2 separate regions of the Gossypium arboreum genome follow, and region 1 is linked to region 2. The links are chromatin contacts, called in public Hi-C maps. All regions are on one chromosome and are shown on one strand. Each heading gives the region's core, a stretch centred on a gene start, on an enhancer-like site or on the middle of the called end of the contact. The rest is flanking DNA. Distances are from core to core; before and after follow the strand shown.

Region 1 (4,639 bases), core at 1,907-4,406, 74 kb before region 2:
GTCTGACCCATATTTGGACTGGATTATGGGTGCATGGTCTTCTAAATACATGAAAAAGCTTAAGAACTTGTCTGCCCCAAGTCTAAATAACATAGCTTGTGATTACTAACAATAAATGGAATGGGCATGTGATACATAGAAGATGGGACTGGGTGAACTGAACTTCTAGCTTTAGATACATGGATGCCTTTAATTTGGTTTTCTGTTATTAGATGGAAAATAAGCTTTCATCCTTTGGATGGATGTAAATACTCCAAGATCTAAAGCATCATGGATCCACAATTTCTCATATGGTTTTGCGGGTACAATTTCAGTATGAATTTGTAATAATTAAGACAAAAGTTCTGTTTAGCTGATTTTTATCATCTTCGATGTTCTTTTTTGTGCAACTTATTGTTACATTTCCTGATGTGTCTCTTATTTGGTGCAGCCTGGATTTCATCTCAAACAAGTAGGGCCATATTCTTTTTCTTGTCAGAAGCTTAGTCAAATATCTGTGAAAATATATTCCAAGGATGATGCGACTGAACCTATGCCATCTGTTCTGTTGTCATTGAGTGGGGATGATGGGTATAGGAATAACTCTATGTCAGGGACTGGTGGAATATTTGTCTTTGAGAACTTGTTTCCAGGAAGCTTCTATCTTCGGCCTCTGCTAAAGGTACCTAATCATTTTTCTTCTGATTAGAACGTTCAATTTCTTAAGTTAGTTGAAACTGCAATCGGAATCTAGGCATTTGGTTAATCTGAGGTAAATCACGATCATATGCACATTATAGACAGAAATATTTAGGAGGAGTTTTAAACTGGTTTTCTGTTCGATTTAATTACTCCAACAAGTGATCTCTATTTATCTTGCAGGAGTATGCTTTCTCACCTTCAGCACAGGCAATAGAACTTGGCTCTGGAGAATCTAGAGAAGTTGTTTTCCATGCTACACGTGTTGCTTACAGGTTTTTCTTTTGCTTTAACTCCCCAGTTGCCTTTTTGGCATTGTAAACATTTAAGCGCATGCTTCAATGGTATTATTGAAGATAAGTTTTTTATATATTTTTCCTGGCTCTTATTTACATTAAATTGTCTTAAATTTAAGTTTTTTAATTTAGGTGATATGTTCAGCATTTTTTCCAACTCTCCTTTATAGTTGAGTTACAATCCAAACTTCTAAGATTCTCTGCTACATCACTGCAAAACATAGTATATATTTCTTGAAAATGTCTAGCTTATGTCAGACCCGAAGTACTGTGCATGGGTTTAAGGCAGTTTAATTTCTCTGCAGTGCAATGGGCACGGTAACTTTGTTGTCTGGCCAACCAAAAGAAGGTGTCTCAATTGAGGCCCGCTCAGAGTCAAAAGGCTACTATGAGGAGACAGTAACTGATTCATCTGGGGGTTATCGTCTGCGAGGACTGGTTCCTGACGCATTGTATTCAATCAAAGTTGTGAAGAAGGATGGCTTGGGTAGTGCTAAAATTGAGCGAGCATCTCCTGAATCTGTTCCTGTAAAGGTTGGTTCTATTTGCTGGAGCTTTTTCCCCCTTTTTTGGGTTTTTGTCTTAATTCTTAAATGTGTTTAAGCTCTTTTAAGACCTTAAATGTTATTTTGTATGAAGCTTTTGTTGTATCAATGTTTGAATTTGACATCATCACAATTGTAGTTGGAACTGAAGTTATATAATTCATGATCAACTGGGTGAAGCTTCTTCAAAATCGAAATCTCATTTTTTTCAGAAAATCATTTCCATCGACAATACTAGGGCTACTAAGTTTTAAACTTCTGATGTGTATGTGATTGATTAATCACTTTCCAGGTTGGGAATAACGATATCAAGGGACTGGAATTTTTGGTCTTTGAAGAACCAGAGATGACTATCTTAAGTGGCCATGTTGAAGTGAATAGGACTGGGGAATTACATTCTCATTTATTGGTAGAAATCAAGTCAGCTGGTGACACGTCTAAAGTAGAGTCTGTCTTCCAACTGCCATTATCCAACTTCTTCCAGGTAAAGCACTTGCCAAGGGGAAAACATACCGTTCAGCTCAAATCCAATCTCCCTTCTAGCACTCACAAATTCGAGTCGGAGGTTATTGAGGTTGACCTAGAGAAGAATGCTCAAGTTCATGTCGGTCCCCTGAAATATAGTGTGGAGGAGTATCATCACAAACAGGTTTGTTTAATTTTGTTAAAATCATGCATGTGTTCCCTTTTTTCCAAATGATTATGCAACTATGTATAACAAAAGAGTGGTCCTACTAAAACTACAATGATGTTTGATTATATATGTACTTACTGTTTACCATCGAACTTTCCTTTTTTTGCTTGTCTTGCTTACCAATAGGAATTAACTCCAGCACCGGTATTCCCTCTTATTGTTGGAGTTTCAGTGATCATTCTCTTTCTCAGCATTCCAAGGTAACTTGAATATCCTTTGACCCCCCCTTCTTTCCCTCATATGCCTTAAAAGATTTTATATTTATGTGGATAATTTCTGATAATGTTCTCCTGTGTTTTATACTTTTTCTTAAAAAGACTAAAGGACATTTACCAAGCCGCCACGGGAATACCAACACCTGGTTTTATGACAACTGCAAAAAAAGAACCACGGAAGCCAGTTGTGAGAAAGAAGACTTTTTGAAGAACCCTTTTCCACCAAAGGGATGCGACTCTGGGGCTCAGAAAGAGTGTTAAAAGTTTATATTTCGTTCATTCCCCGCAACCCCCCCCCCCCAAAAAAAAAAAAAAAACCTGAGAGTTTTGGTAGATGATAAAACTAATTTGGATGATAGCAGTAACATCTTGGAGAACGTCACTTTGATGAGTTCATTCATAGGCTTTATTAGCTTTGTAGGATTGAACCTGACTGTATCATTGTAGAAGCAAATGAACATAGATGTCAATGAACTAAGTAGCCCAACTCAGCAGTCTTTTGGGTTGAAATATTTTTGAGCTTGGCTCATTTGGGTTCGAGGGTTGATTTCTTTCGAGTTGGGTCATTATAGATTTATCTTATTTCAAAGTCATCTGTTTGGATTAGGGTTTTGATCAATTTTGGTACCATAGTTAATGATGAAATCAAATTGGGTTGAGTTTAAATTTTGGTGGAACAGGTTTAGGGAAGGAAGGGAAAGTAGAAATGCCACAGGCATCCGTACCAGCAAAATTATATAATATGATATGGAAGTTAATTCAGTTATATTTTAAGCAGCTACCAGCTGTAAGAGGAAATATCTTTTGATTTTAGTTTCAGGCTTGGGAATGAAATGGAACTCATGAGACATGAAATTGTAAGACAGTATAGAAACTGAAGTTTCCGGATAATTAATGATGCGTACATACTTGTATTGTTAGCAAGGAAATAACTTGTTGCCAGGCATAATTAAAATGAAAGCAAATATATTATCAAGAACTAATGATGATGTATTAACTAGCTCTACTACAATTAAATTTTCCTTGAAAACCTCATTCAGTCTTCACCCTGAAATCAGATCATATCGAGAACTGAGTAGTATTGAAAAAAAAAAAAAGAAAACAAATTGAATAAGAAATCAATTTAAGTTGACTGTTGAATTGTTTTTTTTTTAAATATTCTAATATTTAATTTAATTGAAATCAGATTGACAAACAACTTATGATTGATACTTGTGTTTTTTTCTTTGGTAAGGGTAGAAAGTAAGAGAACTGAGTGATGGGGAGGAGACAATAAAAGAGGTAAAAGCATTGTATAGGTTTTTGTATTAGAGGTTTTTGTATTAGAAGTCAGATTGTATTTTGTCTTTTTGATAAAAAAATTGACAAATTAATTTATGTATGTTGGATCAAGTTTTAAACTAGTTTACTGTTAAAAACTATTTTTTGTACATTAAAATGAGAGACATATGACATGTCAAGTGTAATTATTTAGTATTTTGTCAACTACTTTAGTTTTTATTAGTAAAATAAATGATATTTTTAACAAAAAAACTTATTTTTAATTTAATGTATTAGGATTAATTTTTAATTTTTAAGTAAAGAAATAAAATATAATTTAATTTTTTCAAAAGAGATCTTTATAATACTTTTACCCGATAAAAAACAACGGATGGAAATATGTTATCCCTAAGATTTGGGGTCCAAAGACAAGATTTCATCAAACAACCATTTAATTTTGGAGATTTGTCTCCTCACTTTTGAAACCCCATTTCTCTCTATTTGTCCCTAAATACAATATTTTATATTACATAATTAATATTTATATCACGTTTAAGTTGAACATGTCAAAACCCTAATGTTTTTTTTGCATTGACTTGCCCCATGCCCATGTGCACCACTTCTAATGGGGTCGAGAAACGAGATTGTTTATTCACAAAAATATTTAAAAAAGCAAAACTAAAAAGTTTAGCTCTATCTTACCACCCATATCCAACAGTGGAAGGGATGAGAGCAGTTTCGGGTCAAGCTGCTCCTTTTTATTATTTATTCATCATCTAAATATTTAATTTATAAAATTCATGATTAATATATTAAAAATAATAATCCAAATCATATCACTAAATGTTATAAGAATAAATAGATTCGACCACTTTAACAAATTTTAGAAAATAGATCAATAATGATTAAAATTTAAAATATTTTTGTTAAAATAATCTATGAGTGTCAATC
Region 2 (4,751 bases), core at 2,081-4,580:
TAAATGTGTCTTAAAATTGACAAATTAAACTGGCTAAGACAACAATTAGTTCGGCACATTAAAACTAGCAGCAAACTTAAGACAACTAAATGATATGTATTAACTATGACATCATAAATGCACGCATAAAAATAAAGCATATTTAACATGAAATTAAGATTTCTAGATTTTTGACAAATTGAACACTTAATAATTATTTGAGCTGAACCAACTAATTTAACTAACACAATTAAATTAATTTATTCTAGCAAATTAAAATGCATGAGATTAAAATAAATTCGAATCAAGCTCAATGAGCTTGCATCAAACCGAATTGAGCTCCATTGAGCTGAGTAAAACCAAAACTTAAGCTGAAAACGAGTTGAATTGAGCTCATCAAGCTTCATTTTGCACTTGGGCCCTTCGAGCTTAGGCCATTCTCGATGTCAACGGTTTATGTTAAAACATGATACGACCGGGTTCGTATCATACCTATCATTGATTAAGAAGTGAATCTAGAGCCTTTACAAGACAATGTTGAACAACTTCCCATTCAAAATGAGATAATTGTTCCAGAAGAACAAACTCAACAACCTCAAGAACAAGTGTCATTAAGGAGGTCCACAAAAGAAAGGAGAAATGTTATTCCAAATGATTATGTTGTATTTCTCCAAGAACATGAAGATGATAATGGAATGATGGAAGATGGTCCAATCAACTTTCATTAGGCCATGAAAAGTTCTAATTCTTAAAAGTGGATTGATGCCATGAAAGATGAGTATAAGTTTGTGCAAGACAACAAAGTTTAGGAACTTGTCCCATTACCTAAAGGTGCGAAATCAATTGGTTGTAAATGGATATTTAGAACCAAGAGGAATGCAAATGGTAATATGGAGAGGTATAAGGCGCGTCTTGTAGCAAAAGGATATATTTAGAAAGAAGGTATTGATTTTACAAAGACTTTTTCTCCAATTTCATCGAAAGACTCCTTTAGGATAATCATGGCGTTTGTTGCTCATTTTGTTCTTGAGTTACATCAGATGGATGTTAAGATTACTTTTCTTAATAGCGACATTGAAGAAACAATTTATATGGTACAACTAGAAAATTTTGAGTCAAAAGACTCAAAGGATATGGTTTGCAAATTGACAAAATCCATCTATAGACTCAAACAAGATTCCCGTCAATGATACCATAAGTTTCATCAAATTATTGTTTCATTTGGTTTTGAGATGAATATTGTTGATGATTGTGTGTATCATAAATTTAATGGGAGTAAGTACATATTTCTGGTTCTATATGTTGATGACATTTTGCTTGCCGCTAATGATATAGGCTTATTGCACGAAACCAATAGTTTTTTATCTAAGCATTTTGAGATGAAAGATCTTGGGACGCCTCTTTTATTTTAGGAATTTAGATACATCGAGATCGATCTCGAGGTATTCTTGGATTATCACAAAAGAGCTATATCGATAAAGTACTCAAAAGGTTTAGCATGCAGAGTTGTAAACCAGGTGACACCCCTGTCACAAAAGGAGACAAATTTAGTCTTACTCAATGCCCTAAAAGTAACCTTGAAATTCAGAAAATGCAAAAGATTCCCTATGCATTAGCTATTGGGAGTTTAATGTATGCTCAAGTTTGTACGCGTTTGGACATTGCGTATATTGTTGGGATGTTAGGCAGATATTTAAGCAACCTTGATATAGACCATTGGATAGCAGCCAAAAGGGTTATGAGGTATTTTCAGAGAACAAAAGATTACATGCTTACTTATAAAAGATCAGATCTTTTGGAGGCCATAGGGTATTCTAATTCTGATTTCACTGGATGCCAAGATAGTAGGAAATCTACGTCATGCTATATTTACCTGTTAGCTGGAGGAGCTATATCTTGGAAAAGTGTCAAACAGACACTTGTAGCTTCGTCCACTATGGCAGCAGAGTTTGTAGCATGCTATGAGGTATCAAACCATGGAACATGGTTGCGGAACTTTGTCACAGGGCTGCGCATTTTGGAGAATGTAGAAAGACCACTCAAATTATTTTGTGACAATAAGTCAGCAGTGTTGTATTCCAATAACAATAGGAGTTCATCTAAGTCAAAGCATATTGACATAAAGTTCCTAGTTGTAAAAGAAAGAGTGCAAAATGGTCAAATATCCATAAAGCACATTGGGACAAATTCCATGATAGTGGATCTGCTCACAAAAGGTTTGCCACCCAAGGTCTTTCATGAGCACAGTGCTCACATGATTGTTACATTGTTTAAGGATATCATGGTTTAGTGGGAGTTTATATTTTATTTGTTTTCAGACATTTATGTATTTGGTTATTTTCTGATAAGAAATGAAGTATTCAGTTTATTCACTTTGTTTATTGTTTTGAAACTGACCTCACTTAAGTTTAAAGAGGACCAGTTGGAAATAGACATGTTTAGATTATATTGCATGTAATTTCCATGCTACACATCCATACTTGATCTATGTCATTTGGTTGTGTTAATATACGAGATCATGGATGGATTTAGTTACGATATATGTAACGAAAGTCGCCTTGGTTCTATGTTAACATAATTAATGGGCGAGATTGTTCGAAATACCTTTTAGATATGATAGTAAAATTTTGATCTCATAAGGTTATATAATGACATGTAATTATAGAGTAATTAGTATATATATGTAGTCCAAGTGGGAGATTGTTGGAAAAATATGGACATCACATATATAATAAGGGTGATTACATGTTATTATTTACTATCATGATAGGTTAGTCCAAATTAAATGTGATCTAATTTGGTTAGAATTTTATTGGGCTTTAATTATTAAATAAAGTATGGGTCAAATATGTGTAAATACTCTAGTAATTGAGTTCTAATGAAATTCTAATTAATGATGGGCTAATTAGAATTTGATTAGAACTAATATGCCAATGTTATAAATATTAGGGTTATTGTCCCAAATTATACACAAGATGTCTTTTCTAATATCCCATCATTAGGGAAGAGAGAGTAGATATTATCTGAATTTCTTGTGTGCTAATTTAAAAAATCAAATTCCTAAAATTCGGTAAAACTTCAAGGAATTTATGAATTCAGGTACACTTCCGATTTAGTTTTATTCTTAATTTATTAATTTGACATGATAGATCTTGATTTATTGAATTTTATTTTAGATTTATTTTACAAATCTAATAGTATAATAATATGAGAAAAAAATGGTACCAATTTAAGTACTCTCCCAACATATTAGTATTAAGGCATAAATTTAATGATTCAACCGGCAACTGCCAGTTACCAACCCCGTAGGCCATAGTAGCTGACACGTTCATCCGTCTTCGCTAATCGGCGAACACGACAAAACCAACAACTGTTACCTTTGGTTTTTCGTTTTTGATTGTCTTTTTAGCGGTATGTACTATTTATTTTTAGAAAGCTTTGGTTTTTAAATTAATTTTCCTCCTCCTTTTTTGTTTTTATTTCATTCCAAAATATAAAAGACCACTTCCTTTTAAAAGGAATTAGTCAATCGTACGACAGAAAAAAGAGAGATAAGCTTAGACGAAATCGACCAAGGATTTTTATTAGTTTTATGGTTCTTGCAGACATCGAATTAAGCTCTTTTTAAGGTACATTCCTTTTTTTCTCCTTCCGATTTTCTTATTTTCATGTGTCTCTGCTTTTTTTTTTTTAGATGAAGTGTTTTTTTTCCCCTTTGTCGGCAGCGTATTTTCCCCTTGTTTTCTGGGTTTTTGTTTTAAAGGGTATGGGATTCTGGGTTTTATTCCGATTTCAATTTTTAATTTATTTTATAGTTTCATTTAGACGTAGAGACTGGGAGCTGGTTGTAATCTCTCATCTGATTGTCGAAAAATAGGATTAGTTTTTTTTTTTTTCAAATTTCAAGCTTTACTGATTTTTCTGGGGGAGTTAAAAGATGATCATTTGTTTCAAGTTCCTTTATGTTTTAGTTTGTTCCTTTGGGTCTTTGATGATGAAAATTGAGCTATTCATGGTTCATAAATTTGCTATCTTTTTGTCCTTGGAGTAAGCATTTGAATTGACCATTGTTTTCATGTACTTTCCTACTACTAATATGAAATATTTCAATGGCAAATGCAGGATTGGTTGGTATTTTTTGGTGAGACCTAGAGCTGTTTGATATTTCTTTGAAGTCAAGGATTAGTTCATGTAGACCATGACTGAATTTTAGCTTGGCAGTAGTGGAGTTAAGTATCTTAAGGATTTGGGGTTTATTTTTGAATGGATCCCTTGTTTACAAGAGAAAGAGATATTGAAGTAGATCTTGAAAGTGGTGGGATTAACAGTGAGGATGAAAGAACAAAAGATCGTGTTCCATCGAATTTACAAACAAAGAGAACTCTCAGTGGAGTTTGGAGCGATCTTTTGAGTTTTGATAAGATAGGAAAGGGTGAATCCGGCATAAACTCGTGCAGTAGTTCTTCCAGTTTTGGTGGCGGAGTTGAGGGTGAGAATATGGAATGCTTGGTAGACAAGAATTCGGAAGGAGAAGAGAATCATGAACTCATGGCGGTAGCAGAGAAGAACTTAGCAGAAGTGAAGTGCAAGAAGAAAAGCACTAGGAAGCCTCCCAAACCTCCACGGCCACCGAAAGGTCCGCTGTTGGATGCTGCTGACCAGAAGATGGTGAGGGAGATTGCTGAACTTGCCATGAGGAAACGTGCAAGGATGAAACGGATTAAAACATTGAGGAGGATGAAAGAAGCAAAGGCATCATCATCTAACAGTGG

Evidence for each region. Hi-C and Micro-C count contacts between places; a contact is called where the count stands out from the background.
Region 1: a contact with region 2 is called in a Hi-C map of leaf, with 4 times the contacts expected there. The contact joins the enhancer-like site here to the promoter of LOC108457837 in region 2. A contact is called at or near these places in 4 of 5 Hi-C or Micro-C datasets (all in leaf).

The regions. Positions count from the first base shown.
Region 1 is chr8:34,007,753-34,012,391 of ASM2569848v2, reverse strand. It overlaps LOC108460195, which reads left to right. Exons shown (of 27, transcript XM_017759592.2): 22 at 431-661; 23 at 862-953; 24 at 1,280-1,508; 25 at 1,812-2,168; 26 at 2,340-2,413; 27 at 2,531-3,094. The coding sequence ends at 2,636. Among protein-coding and RNA genes, the nearest start is that of LOC108460195, 21 kb to the left of the region's middle. Within about 2 kb of position 3,156, at least 1 of the 2 cell types and tissues checked has an H3K27ac peak or open chromatin away from gene starts, as enhancers often do. A contact at or near this core is called in leaf, where this site is marked.
Region 2 is chr8:33,934,222-33,938,972 of ASM2569848v2, reverse strand. It overlaps LOC108457837, which reads left to right and starts at 3,330. Exons shown (of 6, transcript XR_008269445.1): 1 at 3,330-3,608; 2 at 4,102-4,751.